2 separate regions of the Neogale vison genome follow, and region 2 is linked to region 1. The links are chromatin contacts, called in public Hi-C maps. All regions are on one chromosome and are shown on one strand. The core of a region is the stretch at or near the end of the contact, and the rest is flanking DNA. Distances in the headings are between cores, read along the strand shown. Region 1 holds the start of HIVEP2 (transcription factor HIVEP2). Region 2 has its middle 250 kb from the start of HIVEP2.

Region 1 (5,541 bases), core at 205-2,704:
AAAGCTTTCCCATTAGAGAAGACTAGTTCCTGCAGTCCTTTTCAGTTAGATGCTTTCAAGTCAGAGATGAGAAGAGCCACTTGAAGAAAACCCTCTTTACCCTCCTCCTCCCTTTTTCCACTGGAAGCAACGTCCCTGAAGGACAACACCAAGGGACACTTCCTGACCTTCTATCCCCTCACCCAATTTGGGCTTGGAGGGTTGGGGTCGCATTTTCTCGTGTCCTCTGCTGCACTGGCAGTGTTATGTAAGAGGGACAGAACGCGAGAGGCACATGCGTATAAAGCGCACCAATCTGTGATAACAGCTGGGGTGGCAGAGCTGATCTGGAGTCTCCCCCACCAAATACGACAGACACCACACATACATCACCCCCACCCCCACCCCACCACCCTACCCCACCCCAAACACACACACACACAGAGCAGTGTTTTCCTGTCTCGCCCCTATCAACACCAGACGCACAGAATGGAAAGGCGGGGGGAGGGGTGAAGGGAGGTGAGAGCAGCAGCAGCACATCTGCTTTGATAGAGCCGCCGCGGCAGAGAGCCCCTCGTTAACCCCCTTCCTGTGGCTGCACCACGTCATGGAACATTCCCGGAACGGGCCAACGTTCCACCCACTTCAGGGAACAGACATAAAGGCGCAGACCCAGCTCCCTACAGTGCAGAGCCCAAACACACATGTCCCTTCCCGGTCCCCCGGCAGACGCACAGACAAACACGCATGCAAACCGCCCCCACCCGTCTCCACGCGCCCCCGGCCGGCCCGACGCGCCGGGAGCCGCTCTGCGGCCGGTGCACCCGCAAGGCGAGGGCGCCTCCGCCTGAACCTTCCATCGAGACAGTCCCCTCCTTCCTCGCTTCCTTCCTTCTCTCCTTCCTTCCTTCCTTCCCTTCCTCGCTCCGGAGGAGAAAGGAGTCACTGAAATGCCAACAGCTAGCGCCTTCGCCGAGCTCGCTCGGCCGCAGGCCGGCGGCCCGGCCCCCGCGCCGCCCGCCTGCCCCTGGCCCGCGCCGCGCGCCTGCGGCCCCCTCCCCCGCTACCTGACGATGGACCGGCGGCCGCGGCAGCCGCAGCGGTGGCCCGGCGGTGCGCGCCGGTGCACGTCCCTCATTAGTAACCAGGCACATTCCTGCCTCCAGCGCTCCCGCTCGGCCCCCTCCCCCCAGGACATTACGCAAAGCAGCCTCCCCTCATCTGCATAGATCCTCGGCCAGGGTATTCCCCGCATTTCCCGACGCGCCGGACCCCCCCTGGCGAGGTCTCTCCCATCCCCGCCCCCTCCGACCCTCACCCTGGGGAAACCAGGAAGGGGTCGGGGGCGCGCGCCGCGGGAGGTGACCGAACCCGGCGGAGGCGATTTCGGTATAAAGTGAAACAAGCTCCCGGTGCTAAAAAAGGCAGGAAAAACACGGCGCCTAGGCCACTTACCGAGCCGAGGAACCTAGATTCCCGCCGCTCTGCTCTCCCAAACGGTCGGTCCGCCCTCCACGCACCCCAAAGCTGCACCCAGCACCCCAAAGTCCAGACGTGTAGGAATATTGTTAACCAGCCAGGAGACCCTCCAAGTTGCTCCAGGCTCCGGGGAGCCTCAAGGTCCAAGACTGAACTTGGCAAAGACTTGTGCCACGGTCCCCGAAGATGTTTTTGTGGAGACCCTCCTCCGGCCGGGAGAGACTGCACTCGGCGGCGCCCCGCTCGCCTCCTCTCCACCCTCTCACCTCCAGCCCGCCTCCCGCCGGCTGCCCGCCTCCGGGCCGCGAGCCCCTCGAGCGGCTGTCAGCTCCCGGCCGCCGCCGGGTGACAGGGGCGGGAGGAGGGCGCGACGCGGCGGCCCGAGCCCGAGCGGGCAAGGGGGATCCTCGTAGCAGCGGCGGCCGCTCACCTGGAAAGTCACCGCTGAGAAGGAGGAGGAGGAGGACGGAGAGGAGAAGGAGGAAGAGGAGGGAGAGGAGGAGGAGGAGGAAACCCCCCTGGTGCCCTTGTTCTCGCTGCCGCGGCGGCCGCTCCTCGCCAAGGCTGAGCGTGTCTGGTGGGGGGTGTCTGGTAGCATTTCCTTAAGGACAGAGGGAGGGCGGGCGCGGAGGGAGGGAAGAGATCCCGACCGCCTGCCCAGGCTCCTCTTTCCTTTATTTATTTTTCTGACAGTATACGGAGATGGGCCCGGGGTAGGGGCCGCGGGGCTCGCGAGGGAGCGCGAGACCCGGGCCGCAAGCAGTCTGCGTGCGGGAGCCGCAGCGGCCGCCTCCCCTCCCGGGCTGTGGACGCACCGGGTTATTCCTGGCAGCGCCTCCCCGAACAGAAGTTACTAGGAGGAGTGCGCGGCGAGGGCGGGCGGGGGGAGAGGCGGAGGGAGGGAGGGAGGAAGAGGGAGAGACTCAGCCAGCGACGTCATCGGATCCCCCAGCGCGTCCCAGGGAGGGAGGTTGAACCAGAAAAACCAGTCTGGAGCCGGCGAGCGAGAAAGGATTGTGCGGCGCGCGGGGCGATGGGGGGAGGGAGGCGGCGGGGAGGGAAGGTCCCGGCCCCGTTGCGGCCGCTCGGGGCGGGAAGACCGCCGCCGACCTCGCGCTAGCGCTCGCGCTCGCTGGGATCGGGAAACTCCCCCGAGAGCCGGTCTCTACTTGTCATGCAAAAAAACTTGGGCGTCTCTAGGAGCCTGAGAATTTCCTTTAGGGACGTGGAAACCTCCCCCACCCCCACCCAACTTCCCCATTTCTCTATATAATTTAATCTTCCCAGTCTTGATGACAAACGGAATTATATAATAATTAGTACTGTCATTATGATTTTGTCCGTGTACCTCTTGCTCCCTTTCCTCTTTCTCGCACCCTCCTCTACTCACGATTATGTTAGGGTCCAAAAAAAAAAAAAAAAAAAATAAGACTAGCTCTGGCTGCATTTCTGGGGCTTTGCAAACCTTTTTACTAGCAGTTTCCGTGCCGCTGAGGAAGCACGAACTTTTCACGCGTTTGAAATGCCCCCATTGCCTTCCCTGGGGTCACTCACCAGGGTGCCCTGAGTGCACCCAGCTCCGGGCGAGCGGCCCGCCCTCGCGAGGGTGTTCAAATTGGCTTGGGCAGCGGCGCGGGGAACAGCTGCCGGTTTCCTGGTGGGCCGAGCTGGGACCCGGGGCTAGCGGCTGCCTCCAGCCCGCGCGCTTCGCCCGCCTAGGAAGAGACGCGAGTGAAATAGCCGACCGCGCGGGGAGAGCGGGGCCCGGGGGCAGGGGAATCCCAGGCGAGTGGGGACCGGGCCTTGGGCTTCCTTCCCAACCCGGCGACACCCGGGGGACACCGGGGCTCCCTCCAGCCGTTACCCGGCGTGTGTGGACTCGTGTGCACCCTCGGGGGAGGTTCCCCTGAGGCTGCGGCGAGCGGCTGCAGGGTCCGGCGAGCACCCGGAGCGCCTCCTCCGAGTGGTCCCCCCATCCGGCGGGGACCGCGCGCCGCCCCTCCCGGGCACCCGAACAGCGGCGCAGAGCCGAGCGGAGCCCAGTGCCCGGGGCACCGTGGGCCCGAGCGGCCACCCCACCCCCCCCCATCCGGCCGCGCCGCCGCCCTGCCCCGGGCGGAGTAAACAAGAGACGCGCAAGATTTGACCTGGCGCGACCCGGATTTCTGGCCGGGGTTCCCCCTGAGCAGGTGACTCCGTGGGAGGGGTGGAAATTAGTCTCTGGAATTCCGGGCCAAAGACATTCACCGTGGTTCTGCTTTTAAAGCCGGTATTTCACCGACAACTGCGGAATGTTTTGCGTCTCAAGTTTCAGATTTCGCGGAAAGGGACCAAATGTCAGGGCGTATCAAATATTCCCTTCCCTTTTCATTAAAAATGAATACATTAAATGGGAGGACAGCCCCCTTAATGACTTCGACAATTGCACTGCTGGTTTCGGTTTTGGTTTGTTTTGTTTGTCATTTCGACCTATAATCAGTGTATTTCTGAGGTCCCCGTGCAATGGCGACATTGCCCTGAAGGACGACTCTGCAAAATAAAGGGGCGATACGTTTTTCATCGATTTTTTTTTCAAAGGAGAAAAATCTGAATGATTTGGAATAAATTTCACTGTGTCCTTCCAGGTTGATCCCATTTAAATTCAAGGCCTACTTCCACTAAAGCGGCTTCTCCTTTCATTATATAAGTTCTTGAATTTTCAGCCTTTCTTCACTTAACTTAAGGCACTTAATAAAAACGCACCCATCATCGCTCCCTCTTAAATGTATGCCGTTGCATTTTTAAACATCCATTTGAAACGCAAAACATGATTTTGGAAATGTTTTTTCACTTCCAAACCCACCTGCTACATACTCCCAGAGCCCATTTTATTTAATAGCTTAATAGAGAAGATTAAGCAGTTTCTTTAAGAATCCAATTTCTCTTCAGCACACACAACAGCAGCTGCCCAAACTCCCAGAAACTGAGCAAGGATAGCAAGCAGCGTTTTGCTTCGCTAGAATGAGTGTTAGTTGAAATCTTAAATGCCTCTTTAAAAGATGAGATTATGTACCATAATGTGAATATTAAGGTATTCAGCTAATTGGGCAGTTAAAATAATTTTTTTAAAAAGCAAATATATATCAGTTTTGATGACCTGATCCCACTACCAAAGAGGACCCCTAAAGGCAGTGTTTAGTCAAACTTCAATTCTTATTACCTTGTTCCAAAATCATCAAGCTTCTAAAGAAGGTAGCCTGAATGAAGTTGAAGCAGAATGTGTGAATATGTGAAACTAGTTATCATCCTTCTACTTGGAAAAAATCAGTATGTTGAAGTAAATGCATCCCTGTCTCCAACTGCTAATGCTGCAATATGTCTGTCCAGTTGCTTATAAGCAAGGGAAATAGAGTAACAGAAGAACTCCTCTTCCCAGAAAACCTCCAGAGACAAAATCAGCAATGGTAAACTGTGCCCTCGGCCCTAAGGGGCTCTAAGGAAAGTGAGGGTCCCTCCAGCATAGGTGACCCAGCTTGGACCCCCATACATAGCATCAGCAGTGAGGTAAGAACTTTCTTTCCATTACTTTTCCTACTGCTTTTCCCAATGAAAGGTAAAGAAAATCTGGGGATCTGGATTGAGAGGGCTTAATAAAATAATTAATGTCCACATGGCAGTATGGCATTTTTTTCAGAGTCAGAAATCACCTTGAACTGAAAGCATTTTCATTCAAAAAATATTTATTACTTACCTACTGTGTGCTGAAGATACTTAGGATATGTCAATGAACAAATCAAAGATCCCCAATTTCCTGAAGCTTGGGGGAAGTCTAGCAAGGGGGAGGGGGAATGGAGGAGGAAGAGAAAAGAAAATAAACAAGAAATGAAGAGTATAGAATTATGGTAGGTGAAAAGAGTTGGGGGAAAATATAAAATAGGGTAAGGGATATGGGTGGGGTAAGGGGTGTTGGGTTACTGTATTAAATAGGGAGATCAGAATAGACTTCTTAAAAGTGACACTTCTGCCAGTAATTAAAGAGAATGGTTTAGCAGTATATCTAGGTGAAGTAAAGAGCTTTTCATGTAGAAGGAGCAGCTAAGATAA
Region 2 (5,298 bases), core at 870-3,369, 250 kb before region 1:
GGGCACACCATTCTAAGCTTAGGAGCATTGCTAGCACAAATAGAGAAAGGAAACCAGAGGACTGGGTTCTGAGAAGTGTGAAGGAAAGGCTCAGACCCAAGCAAAGACACACGTTGCTGTGGCAGGGATAAGCATTCCAGATGGGTGGGCTGGGCAGTGCAGGGAGGGCACTGAGGGAGACATAAAAGGTGGTGGCAGTGGTGACATAGGCACGTGGGAAGAGCGCCGTGACTCTAAGCAAGGTGGCAGCGCGCTGAACAGCATGCTGTTTAGGCTCGCAGACTGGGTTGGAGCCACAGATGTCTATGGTGAAACGTAGTGTCTTTTCCAAAGTCCTTTTGGTTACAAATATCAGAAAGCCAATGAAGTTAGCCGAATCAAACAAACAGGAATTTTTTTATAAAGATGTGAGGTCATCTTCAGAACCCAATAGAAGGAAGCATATCCGGGCATCTTTTGACTCTGTTCTACTCAGCACATTTGCATTTTCTTTTTCCCCTCAGACCAGCTGGTTTGGATTCTTTCTGCAGATGACCACCATGGCTCCAAAATGCATGTCTGAGCCAAGCTCAGGCGCTGACTAGCTTTCTTTAAATCCAATTCCAAATTCCTAGGAGAAAGTCTATGTTTGTCTAGGTTGGGTCAGTGGGAGCTCTGAAGCAACCAGAGTGGAGGATACGTGGTGAATAAATGGCTATCTGAGTTTGTCTGGGGGAGGGGGGAATGATTCCTACATAAATGTAAGTCATGGCCTCCGGCAGGGACTCTAAAAGGTGTTTACAATGACTGGCCAGAAATCTGCTGGTGTATTTTAATTCTACTTGATGTCCTACTTGATGTAGGAACTTTTGTCTTATTCCTAGTAACAAGTCCATTTTAGGACATAGAGAATGTCAGCTGTGGGTGCCACGCCAGCATGGGGTGGTCTGGGCAAAGCTGAATGCGAAGAAGCATTTACATGAGATTGTCCCCAAGGAGGTGTGGCCTGTGCTGGGGTCAGAAGAATTCAGAGACCTACAGAGTTTACTATTTATTTATTTATTTTTAAAAGGTGTGTTTATTTATTTTTAGGGAGGTGTTAGGGGCAGAAGGAGAGGGAGTGAGAGAGAATCCACAAGCAGATGCCCCCCCCCCCCCGGGCAAACACTCTCCATGTGGGGCTCGATCCTGGAGCCCTCAGATTACAACCTGAGCCAAAATTAAGGGTCAGATGCTTAACCTCCTGAGCCACACAGGCACCACAAAGTTTGCTATTTGGAATAACTCAGAACATCACATATGTGCCAGCTTTTCCTTTAATGTGAAGATGGGTGTGGGGTTCTTAAAGAGCTAAGCAAGACCTGACCATGCCCAAAACATGAGAAGAAGGGTTTGCCTCAGAACATTCACAGTATTCGTAATCACTTCCCCAGATAGTTATGAAGGCCCTACTCTGTGCCCTATTGTAGTCTTGACTTCAGGGCTATCGAGACAAAGAGACCATCCATTCCTAGGCTGTGCTGGGGAAATCGGGCCCAGTTTTATGGGAAGTCCTTTCTGGGGTTCCGATGGTATCTTGACACCAGAAAGTTTCTAGTCTCCTCTGAGTTTCACTTCCATAACTCAAAGGAGCACGTGCTCCTTCCACCCTCCTCTTCTGTCTGCCAGAATTTCCAGATTTGTTCTGTTTTGCAATTGCATTAAGCCACACTCAATTCCAACCCTAGCAGAAGGCATAAATTAACATTTTATTATGTGTACTTATTAGGGTCTCTTAAAGTAGACATGCAAATGTGAGGCTCCCAGAGTAAATTACGGCATACCCAGATTAGCTGAAAATAAGCCAGGCTGTCCTGGCCAAGCCCTTGGAAAGCAACACCTCACTGAGCTATCCTGGGACAGACACTCACCTCAGCTTCTGCCCCCGGTTGTTTACCCTGGCCATTGGCCATTTCCGGCTCCATTTGGCACCCCAGACCTTTCTGTCCAGCTGCCATTAACTCACATGACTCCTGGTTGACTTTCATTTACAAGGAACCAATTTCACAAGCAGCTGTAGGTGAGCCTTTTACAGGCCTCTGGCGAGTGAGCAAGAGGCCTTGGGGCCTTCTCCTTCAAGCAGCTGGACAAATACATCTGCCTTGGCCTTCCAAAGGGACCAGACTATTTTGAGGCTTCCCTTGATGGGCTCTTCTTATTACTGTGCTTTTAATTCTAGCTTATAGCTCTTAAAACCTTATGTAATAGGAGCTTCGAGCTAGATGGAGTTTGATTTGATCTGGCTTGACTCTAGTGGAGGAATTAGTAAAACCAGAAGTGAGAACGACTTGATATGCTGCTCATACATCTACCAGGTTAAAATTTACAGTGTTCTAAGGTATTTCTTTTCTAATTGTTGATTTGGTCATGGACTTTGGTGCAGTGACTGGGGAAAGCTAGACCAGGGCAAGAGGGAAAGAAAGTCTTCCCGTTGCCATGTGAATTCTCAAGGCTGTCCTTTGCATCCCTCATAGTTTATTTCATTACAAGCACCTGCCTTCTTGGGAGCATATGTGGACAGTCCCACTCAATAATGAGAGAAGGAAAAAAAAAAAATAATAATGAGAGAAGGCGTTGCTGCAGACTACGGAGACTTCCAGAGCCCCTCCACAGGTCAGCCATTGATGGGATATCCTGGTTCTAACCTCAAAGGTGGGACCACTGGCTTCCAGTGACCTTGTGCCAGCCAATGAATGCACAGAGAGCATGTGCGGGGTGGAACTCTGGAGCCTAACATCTCGGAGGTTATGCCAGAAGCCACTTTCAATGGGTCCTGTGTAATGAGAGTGTCTAGAGTTGCCTCCCTGATTCCTGCCCCCTGCTTTCAGGTGAAGACAGCCTGATGCTCCCCACTGCCCCACACCCCCTGTGGTTCTCATGAAGTCAGTGTGCTCTTTCCAAGTGTTCGTGGAGGTCGCTGTCCATAGAATTGCCACTCCGTGGGTTCCAGTTCTTGCCTGCCATGTTGCCCTGTTCTATTTTTCCTTCTAAGAAGATGCCTCTTAACCTCCTTCCTTCCTTCTCCTGCCTCTATTCCAGCTTTTCCGCTTCCTTTCTCTTCTTATTTCACTCAGTTTTTCTTAACATCTCATTCATTTCACCTTTCTGCTCTGTAGAGAGCTATGCGTGGTTCTTACCTTCCCCCAGTGGCATTTAAAGTGTTTCTTAGTGCAAAACATCCTATTCATTGCCATAGAAACAGGAAGCTCAGTGTGGAAGAAAAAGAAAAAAAGAAGTCTGGGAGTCTGAGCTTTGCAATTCTGTTATTTTGCCCAAATCCATAAATGGCAACATGCTGGGAGACATGCAAAAGCCTGCTCATGGCTGGGACCAGAGAAATCAGGGCCTCCCATCCCTAGGAAACTGGGTGCGGTTTTAAGTGCTGGTTTAAGCCTGAAGAAAGCCAGCTTAGGCAGCAAACATCTCTGCTTTTCCCTCCGGTGGAAGCTCCCCGTTGAGTCAGAAGTCAGACAAACCTGCATCCTATGATCAAGACTGCCTCTCAAAAGCTGTAGCGCTGGGGACACTTGCTGGACCCTGTCAGCCTCCCCAGCTGTAGAAGAAACATGGTGACATCCCCCCAGCCTCTGGTCAGGATCACATGAGAGCACGTGGAGTCGCAGCTTCTTTGCTCCCCTCAAAAGACTCACCATTTCCTCACCACCCCCTTGGATGGCACTGAGTTCAGGTCATCTGCACATCAGGCCTTCTCCCTGATATAAAATTAAAAGAACTTCACGTATGCGTTGTTCCTAAAATAAAGCTGAGGAGCCACAGTTTTCCTTGATATGCAGTAAAATGTCTTTAATATTTACCTCTCCACGCAGAACCTGAAAAGGAATCTTCTTCAAACCATTGATTTCAAAGATGTATCTTCAACCTACCCTCAAAGCTGCCCTTTTCACCTGGGTCCTTAAGCACCTCGGGGCCATTATCCCCAGCCGAGAATGGACCAGCTCACTGTACGGACTGAAGCTTCAAGCTAAGGACATTATGTTTGCTGGTTCGGTCTCTATGGACGCAGTGGGTTTCTCAGAGGTAATCTATATTCCATTTCCGGAAATGCTCCCTAACTTCAGGCCACTGCCTGTGTTTTCTCCGATTCTGTGTTTGTCTGTTCGGCATCCGTTAATCACAAGCTGAACTAGGTGCCAAGGTTGTTTACATCTACCCTGTGATCCAGCTTTTTCAGAGGCACAAAAATCATATTAAAAAAACTCTCCGACTAATTCTGAGCCCATAACCCCGACCACCTCTTTTAATTAACTTTCATGTACCAAGCCAATGTTTCCTCTGCTCTAAGTCACCCAGAACCAGGAATAATACAACTAAAGGCCACCCCTAGAGCCCAGAGCCTCCTGACACCATTCAAACTCGCCATTCCTAAGCCATTTGCCAGCCTTGCCCTTTCCATGGAAAGCACAATAAAGGCTCCGGGCTCTGCTTTCCCCCTGGAAGGATCCATCTATCTGCCTTCTGAGCAAACCTGGTACTTTCCTGTGTGGCCCTGTTTGACATGGCATGTCCCCCACTCCTTTTGGAAACTTTAAGGAATGAAAGTCTTTCAACAGCGTTTGCCGTTCTGTGTCACCACCCAGTCACCTTTATAAATTAACTCCCAGGCAGAAATCAACTTTGCGCTCATCTGTATTATCAGCTACAATGATATCCTGGTAAGGAGATAAAACCGGTGCATCACAAACACGTCACAACCATGGAAGGACTATCCCAGAGCATGCTTTGTAGCCAATTCAGCAGCATCTCCATCTATAAATAGAGAGACCATATGTCCCCTCATGCACCACAGACTCCAAGTTTATCCACCGACCTGTGCAATTAATAGTGCCCTCGTTCATTCTCAGAGCAGTTCTAGTTTAGAAAATAAATCATATAATTACCCTAACACAAACCACCAAAAATTAGTCACCCATTAAATAGGTAAATGACTTTGTTTTGGAGGACTAATTGCAACTCAAACATTTAGTCCCACATTTCCACTTGAGGAAAGGGTCTGAATGAATGTTATGGACTTTCTAAAAATACAAGTGTTTGTCTTCACATAAAGTGCAAGAAGTTAAAGAGGAAAAACCAGCTGCATGAAGTATATACACAAAGCAAAGCAATGAATCATGATTACTCTGAGGTTTCATTCGTGAGAACTGAGGGAGATGGTAGTACCGTCCACCATTCTGAAAAGCTGAATGGGGGAGAAGTCACTGTGGGCCAGTCAATGGCTCCACTGTCTCCGTGTGTTTTAATGTTCAGTACCTGAGATGAGAC

What was found. Hi-C and Micro-C count contacts between places; a contact is called where the count stands out from the background.
Region 2: a Hi-C map of fibroblasts shows a contact between it and region 1, with 7 times the contacts expected there. The contact joins the enhancer-like site here to the promoter of HIVEP2 in region 1. A contact is called at or near these places in 2 of 3 Hi-C or Micro-C datasets (fibroblasts and muscle).

The regions. Positions count from the first base shown.
Region 1 is chr1:59,575,142-59,580,682 of ASM_NN_V1, reverse strand. HIVEP2 (transcription factor HIVEP2) reads right to left here and starts at 1,454. Exons shown (of 10, transcript XM_044247626.1): 1 at 1,435-1,454.
Region 2 is chr1:59,828,617-59,833,914 of ASM_NN_V1, reverse strand. No RefSeq gene overlaps it. Among named protein-coding and RNA genes, the nearest start is that of HIVEP2, 250 kb to the right of the region's middle. Within about 2 kb of position 2,119, the one cell type or tissue checked has open chromatin away from gene starts, as enhancers often do. A contact at or near this core is called in fibroblasts, where this site is marked.